2 separate regions of the Sus scrofa genome follow, and region 1 is linked to region 2. The links are chromatin contacts, called in public HiChIP or PLAC-seq maps. All regions are on one chromosome and are shown on one strand. Each heading gives the region's core, a stretch centred on a gene start, on an enhancer-like site or on the middle of the called end of the contact. The rest is flanking DNA. Distances are from core to core; before and after follow the strand shown.

Region 1 (3,517 bases), core at 220-2,719, 140 kb after region 2:
TAGAGAGGTGGGAAAACCAAGAACCAGGGAGGTTTGTGTGAACCCAGGAAGCCCAGTGCAGGAAGCCAGGCTGCCACCACGCCCAGCTCGCCTGGCTAGTCTTTCTACCCCTTGAAAGTATCACCTGGGAAGGCCTGGACCAGCTCCCGCCCCTGGCCGGACTGAGAGGCAGCAGCCCTGCCAGTTAACCCACTTGACCCACCATGATGAGACAGTTAACCCAAAATTCCCCTGAAAGATAAAAATCCCTGGAGGGGTTTGCCTGGCTGGGAGGCACAGGCACAGCCCAACCAGCCCGGGAGCTACTTCAGTGCCCTCTGCCTTTGGCCTGGAGACCTTGTGGGCAGCCTGTGGTCATGCTGGCATTCCAGGGGCCTGCAGGCATGTGGGGAATGTCCCAGCAAAAGTGTTGGCCTTCCGAGATGCTCAGAAAAGGGAAGTGTTCCTCCCCGGGGGTGGGGATGGGCCGTCTGCAGGGAAGGTCCACTTCGCGGGAGGAGGATGGAGAGCGGAGGCCCTCAAGGAGGAGCCCACATCACCCCTTCCTGGGTGCTGGGCTCAGCATCCAATGAAGTGGGGGCCTGGGGGCGGGTATAAAGCGGGAGGTGTGCTGGGCTGGAGACCGGGTTTCCGCCCCTCAGGGCTGTGCTGCCCGAGTTGCATCCTGCTTCTGACCCGCTCAGCACAAGGGCACGCTGCTCACCCCATACCTGGTGAACCTCACCAGGACCCCGTGGCTTCTGCCTCCTCAGAATGGGGCCACTGTCACTCATCTCCACTACCAAGGAGACCTATTTGGGCCAGGGGGGGGCTGGGGACCTGGGCCACAGGGAGGGGTCTCAGTGGCCTTCAGGGCAAAGGCGTAGGAAGGCAGCTTCGGAGAAACACAGCCTCTGTTCGGGAGGCCGCAAGGCCTGGGTTGGATGAGTTGGGGTCTGCAGGGCCCTCCCCAGCTCCTGGTGTCCTCCTCCCATCCCTTCCGCCCACAGGCCCTTAGAGGGTCCCCTCTCAGCTCCTTCAAGGCTCTGCTCTAAGGCCACCTCATCTGAGCAGCCTCCGGACCGCCTCGTCCTAGTTCTGATGGCTCTGCGGCTCTCCACCGTCTCCATCACAGCCTCAAACCTGGCTGGCTTTTCTCCCGGCTGGGCTTGGGGTAGGGGGCCTCCGAGGGGTCCCTGGCTCTGAGGGAGTCCTCAGGCTGCGGCGCTGCGAGGGTGGGGCCCTGGCATTGGGGGAAGTGGGCGGCGGCCCGAAGTGGGGGGAACCGCAGAGGCCGGCCGCGCCGAAGGAGAGGACGCTGCGAGCCGAGCCGCCACCCGCGCCTCTCCCAGCCCCTGCGCGACCCTGTTCGCTCCCCGGGTCCCCGCGCCCCCTCTTCGGCGCGTCCCGGGGCGGGGCGGGGCGGGGGCGGGACCTCGCGGCGCTGACGTCACCCCGCTTATAAAGGGGCTAGGGCGCCACGGGCCGGCTTTGTAGAGCGCTGCTGAGGGTGCGCGCACGGCCGCGGCAGTAGAACAAAGGAGCAGGGCGCCGCCGCAGGGACCCGCCACCGACCTCCCGGGCCGCGCCGGGGCCTCCAGCCCGCCGCCACCATGACCGCCAACGGCACGGCCGAGGCCCTCCAGATCCAGTTCGGCCTCATCAATTGCAGCAACAAGTACCTGACGGCCGAGACGTTCGGGTTCAAGGTGAACGCTTCGGCCAGCAGCCTGAAGAAGAAGCAGATCTGGACGCTGGAGCAGCCGCCCGACGAGGCGGGCGGTGCAGCCATGTGCCTGCGCAGCCACCTGGGCCGTTACCTGGCGGCGGACAAGGATGGCAACGTGACCTGCGAACATGAGGTGCCCGACGCCGACTGCCGCTTTCTCATCGTGGCGCACGACGACGGCCGCTGGTCACTGCAGTCCGAGGCGCACCGGCGCTACTTTGGCGGCACCGAGGACCGCCTGTCGTGCTTCGCTCAGACCGTGTCACCGGCCGAGAAGTGGAGCGTGCACATCGCCATGCACCCGCAGGTCAACATCTACAGCCTGGCCCGCAAGCGCTACGCGCACCTGAGCGCCCGGCCCGCCGACGAGATCTCAGTGGACCGCGACGTGCCCTGGGGCGTCGACTCGCTCATCACGCTGGCCTTCCAGGACCAGCGCTACAGCCTGCAGACGGCCGACCACCGCTTCCTGCGCCACGACGGGCGCCTAGTGGAGCAACCTGAGCCCGCCACAGGCTACACTCTCGAGTTCCGCTCCGGCAAGGTGGCCTTCCGCGACTGCGAGGGCCGCTACCTGGCGCCGTCGGGGCCCAGCGGCACGCTCAAGGCGGGCAAGGCCACCAAGGTGGGCAAGGACGAGCTCTTCGCCCTGGAGCAGAGCTGCGCCCAAGTCGTGCTGCAGGCTGCCAACGAGAGGAACGTGTCCACGCGCCAGGGTGAGTGGGGACGCCGCCCCCCGCCTCTCGGGCTGTGCACAAAGCGCACCCCACCCCCGTCCCCACAGCCTCCCGCCCTTTCTCGCCCGCGGCGCGTCTGCCATCCCGAGCGACGCCCGGCGAGCCCCCGCTGGGCGCGCGGGCCACCCCACCCCGCCGCGGGCCGTGCGCTCCGGCCCCGAGGAAGCGGCTTTCCCTGTCCTTGGGTGCAGAGGCACAGCCCCCACTCCGCCGTGGAGTTGGGACTCCCTAGGCCGCGCTTAGGCTCCACCCCAAGTGGCGCCCTCCGAACTCCCCGCCCAGTCCGGGTCCTCCCTCCCCGCGCAGATCCCGGGTATCTGCAGACCCAGTCTTGGGGAGGGGACGCCCCTTGTCCGTTCCTCGTGCCCCCCCTCCTACCCCCGCCCCCGTCAGCGGGCCTTCAGCTCAGGGGCGGAGGCGAGGGGTCGCCTCCGGCGCAGGGCGTGCCCCAGCTCCCTTTGGGCAGCCTTTCGCCGGCGGGATAGGGGAGCTTTGATCTCTGCAGGGTGCACTTCCACCTCCTGGCCCCCTGGGCCTTTCCCCACCCCCTCTCTCGGCCGGGAGGGGTTGGCTTCTGCGGGAAGGGGGTCGCCCCGAGGGTCTGCCCTTCCCCCCGGCCCCTCCTCCCGCGTCTGCCCCGCGCTCGAGGCCGCGGCCTTTGTGAGCCGGGGGGCGGGCTCCTCGACAGGGCCCTCCCTCGCCCCCTTTGTCCTGCTCGGTCTCTGCAGATGGGAAAACCAGATGCGGCGGGGTGGGGGAGGGGATGGGCTTTCCGCGGGTCCCTCCTGCCGAAGACCCCCCTCCCCCGCCACCGCGTCGCCCCCAGGCCCAGTGCCCCTTCCGAAGTCGCCCCAGGAGGCGGCCTCCCTCCTCGCGCCCCGGGCTCCGGAACGGCGTGGCGCGGCTGGCGGCTCGCCAGGCACCCTGTCCTGCACCCGCCGCACGTCTCCCGGCCGCGGCGCTCTGCTCTGCGGGTGCCGGAGCCTCCGCGCGAGCCGGGAGACCCTAACCAGCACCCTCGGGAGGCCCCCTACCCTCGAGGGAACCCATCCCCCAAGATCCCTCCTGGAAC
Region 2 (3,740 bases), core at 118-2,617:
GGAGGGGGTCTGGGAGCCAAGGCTGCCCTCGCTCTCCGCCTGCCCGCAGCAGCTCGGATTCCTGATTCCAAGAGGCCGGCCGCTCCTAGAGCCGAGGATCACGCCAAAGCCATCGGCTCCCGGGTGCCCGCCCTGCGCCCCGCGACCAGCGCCCAGCCCCCCGAGCTGCAGACCCCCCCCACCCCGGCCTACTCCAGCCTTCCTCCCCAACTTTCCTAAGGGTGCTTATTTTAACCTGGTTTTGGTTACAAACACCCTCTTCCTCCCTCCCTCCCTTGCTCTCTCCCATCAGGCTCCGGTTACCAGATCCGCGTTTACTTTGGAAAAATCTAAGATCGCCACATCCGAAGATACTGCCTCAAAGAGGCGAGAAGCGTTCCGTGATTTTAAAAAAGAAAAAAAAATGTTCTTTGTGTAGCTTTCTTTTAAAAGCCAGCGCTGCGGGGCATGCCCCGGCGCCCCACTTTGGGGAAGTCGAGGTGAAGCCCCCCGAAACACCCTTGCTCTGGCAGAGAAGCTGGTTTGGCCATCTGCGGGCTCCGCTGCGTTCTCCCTACTTTTCTCCCCCTCTTAAATGCAGTTAAAATGGCTGAATTCCGGCTTTTAATTAAAAACAGCCTATAATCGAAAACGTCTCGGCGTCCCTGGCTCCCCCGCCGCCTACCGGGAACCGAGGAGGGAACCGACGCCCCTCGGCCGAGCTGGGCGGGCTAGAGAAGGGCTGGGCAAGATAGAGAAGAGCTGGGGGCTCAGGTGGGCGTCCGGGGCACAGGGCCTCGCCCCCACCCCTCCCAGGGCGCCCCACTACGCCGGCCCTGACCCCCCGATTGAGTTCTCGAGAGCCGGAGAGCTGTGGGGATCCCCGGCGCAGCCCGAGGGGAAGGAGAGGTGGGGGGCCATCTGGAGAAGTTTGGAGACCACTGCGCCCGGCCAGGGGCGGTCGGGCGACCCGGCGGCGTACCTGGCGCTGCAGGGCTCCCGGCTTCGGGCTCCGGCTCCGGCGACTCTGGCGGCGGCCCCGGCTCCCGGCTCGGCTAGGCTCCCGTGCTGCCCGCCATCCCGCTGCCGCTGCTCCCCTTCGCCACCCGCAGCCGCCTCACACTTTTTGCCCGCCTTTCCTTTTTTTGGTAGAAAACCGCTCCCCAGGCCGAGCGCTCGGCGCGCCAACTCCTCCGCCCTCCCGCGGCCGGGCTCCCGCAGCCCCCGGAAAAGCCAGCTTTCCTCCCGCCGAGCTCCCCGCTTTTTAATAAAATCCAGGTAGCGCCGGTTTAAAGAATCCCAAATCTCCATATACAGCCCGGGATTGGAAAAGGTACATTACACAACCCCCCTTTCAAGTTCCTCTCGCTGGAGCTAAAAAAAAAAAAAAAAAAAAAAGGCGGGGGGGGAGGAGGAGGCTGGGGGAGGGGAGCACTCTCCAGCGAAGAAACACGCATTGTTCCCGGGTGCCCGCCTCCCCCCAAGGCCTGCCTCCGGCCGCCACCCATTGGTCGCGCGCGCCGCCAATCACGCGCATGTAAACACCTTGGCCCCCAGCCATTCCTATAAAACCAATTACGGACCTAGGGGCTCCAGCAGTTTCCAGGCTCCCCTCGGCGGGGTTGAATGATCAAAACTGGTGGTGAGAATTTTTCCGGGCCGTTTCTAGGCAGCCCTCCTCCCCCTCCACCAGCTCTGGGCCCCCCCCTTCCTCCTCCTCCCTTTTCCTCCCCCCCTCCCCAGCGTCTGGGCTGAGTGATCAAAATAGAGGAAGATGGTTGTCGCCGCAATCCAGGGCTTTGCAAGGCGCGGTTTAATGGGCCGCCTGTCAGCTTCCTGCTCGCAGGAGGAGGTGACGGGCCGAGCGGGCCGGGAAGGGCCTGGGGCCTGGCGGGCTGCTGCACCCCGCGCCCAGGCCCCCGGCTCCCCACCTCCCTTGGGGCGCGCCTTCTAGAACGCGCGGTGGAGACGCCAAAACAGACAAGGGCTGCTTTTTCCCTCTCCCCCCCCCACTTTAAAACAAAGCTGCGATTCATTCCCTCTTCCCCTGCAACGCGGTTGGGTGGGATGGGCAGGCGAGAAGGCCGTTTTCCGAGCCCGGGTCTGCGGGTTCCTCCCTGAAACGCGGTGTCAGATGGTTACTGATTAATATTTTGGAAAGGCCACGGCGGCGGGCAGCGGGTGAGTCTCTAATCTTCTAAAAGGGGTTCCTATAGAAACGCGGGCCAGGGCGCGCCCCTTTCTCGGCCCGGCTGCGGAGCTTTCACCGCGCCCCTCCCCAAAGGCTCTCTTTGCGTGGGCGCTCCCCTCCCTTTCTCTCCACCCCCCGCAAAAAAAAAAAAAATCAGAGCAGAAAAAAGGATTAGATCGGCTGAGCGCGAACTGACTCCCTCTCGATTCTGACATTTCAGCCTATTAGCATTTCTCCACGGGGCCTTCTGAAACCTATTAAAGTGTAATATTAAAAACCTCTTGGCTGGGGGCTCTCTCGCCTTCCATCCGCCGCGCCCCCTCCAGGGAGGGCGAGACCGGGAAAAAAAAAAAAAAAATCTGTTGAGCTCAGAGGAAGCAGCAGCCAAGCCCAAAAAGTGCTTGGCTGGCCGCGGCGGCCGGAGGGGGAGGGGAGTCCCAATCCCCCAGACTTTGTACTTTTATTTTGCACTTTCAGCAAAATCCTTTCTGGGCTGAGTCGCCGGGAGCTGCCCGCGGCAACCTACTTGGCCGCGGGCGCAGAGTGCGGACGCGGTCGGAGGGGCAGTCCTGGGGGCCCGCACCCTCTCTCCGCAGCCCCACAGGGACCGGTGCCCGGCTAGGCATTACCTACCCTCAGAGGGAAGCCTGGAGGGGCAGAAATCCTTGCCGATCCTGCCTCGGAGAGCAACCGCGGTGATTAGATTTTAATTAAAACAAGAGAAGCCCGCTCTTTCGCCCCGCGCTGCGGACTCAGCGTTTTGGCATCGCTTGTTCTATTTTTTTTCTTTTTTCCTCCAATCCATTTTTAAGGCAACTTTTCTGGGAGGGAGGGAAAAATGAGCTAGTTAAGCGCCAATTTTTTCTATTTTCTTTCCTCCACTTTTAGAAAAAGAAGGGGGGGTAGGCTTGGAGAGCGAACTGGGGGTGTCTAATTTAATTCCAGTATAAATTTGAGGAAAAAAGTTCAGCCTCTTGAGGGCAGTTTCAAGTTGCCCTTTCTGGAGCCTCCCGCGCTGGTTTCTAGGCTGCCCTCTTTTGGAAGCTGGAGCTCCGCGGGGGGGGGAGGGAGGAGTGTGAAGGCAAGAAAGGAACGAAAATAGCCGGAGCCGAGGGGAACGCGCGGCGGAGCGGGGCGCGCCGGTCTCAGTGGCTGCCGGGGCGGCGGGAAGCTCCCGGTGCAGCCCCGGGACGGCCGGGAGCAAAGACCGAGAGGAGAGGGGGGTTAGAGAAAGGAGGTATTGTGTCTGTGTGCCTTGGGGGAGGGGGGAGTGACTGCAAAAATAAAGTAAATGCAGTTGAGCTGCTCGAGGCTGCTGAAAGCCTAGGCAGGGGAAGGGGCCGAGCGCGGGGGCGCAGCGCGGGTGAGCGCCGAGCGTCCTTGAGTCTTAGCCAGAGGTCTTTGTAGGTTCCTAGTAAACCCTCCCACGCCCGAACCCCCATCGCTCAATATTCAGCCCCCAGACCCTGATCTCCCACTCTGTTTTCCCCGCCCCGGGATCTGGAATGTTTTTGTTTAATATAGCTCAAGGAAAAAAATAGGTGTGTTGAGAGAGTTGGGGTGGGGAATA

The links. HiChIP or PLAC-seq counts read pairs in DNA pulled down with a chosen protein or histone mark.
Region 1: an H3K27ac HiChIP or PLAC-seq map of skeletal muscle shows a contact between it and region 2. The contact joins the promoter of FSCN1 here to the promoter of TNRC18 in region 2. A contact is called at or near these places in 3 of 47 Hi-C or Micro-C datasets (brain, embryonic fibroblasts and skeletal muscle) and 2 of 2 datasets of contacts at active chromatin or transcription factors (alveolar macrophages and skeletal muscle).

The regions. Positions count from the first base shown.
Region 1 is chr3:4,132,704-4,136,220 of Sscrofa11.1, forward strand. FSCN1 (fascin actin-bundling protein 1) reads left to right here and starts at 1,470. Exons shown (of 5, transcript NM_001146300.1): 1 at 1,470-2,424. The coding sequence starts at 1,593.
Region 2 is chr3:3,994,831-3,998,570 of Sscrofa11.1, forward strand. It overlaps TNRC18 (trinucleotide repeat-containing gene 18 protein), which reads right to left and starts at 1,368. Exons shown (of 32, transcript XM_021086041.1): 1 at 962-1,368. It overlaps LOC110260072 (bcl-2-binding component 3-like), which reads right to left. Exons shown (of 7, transcript XM_021087964.1): 3 at 2,697-2,799; 4 at 962-1,118; 5 at 665-710.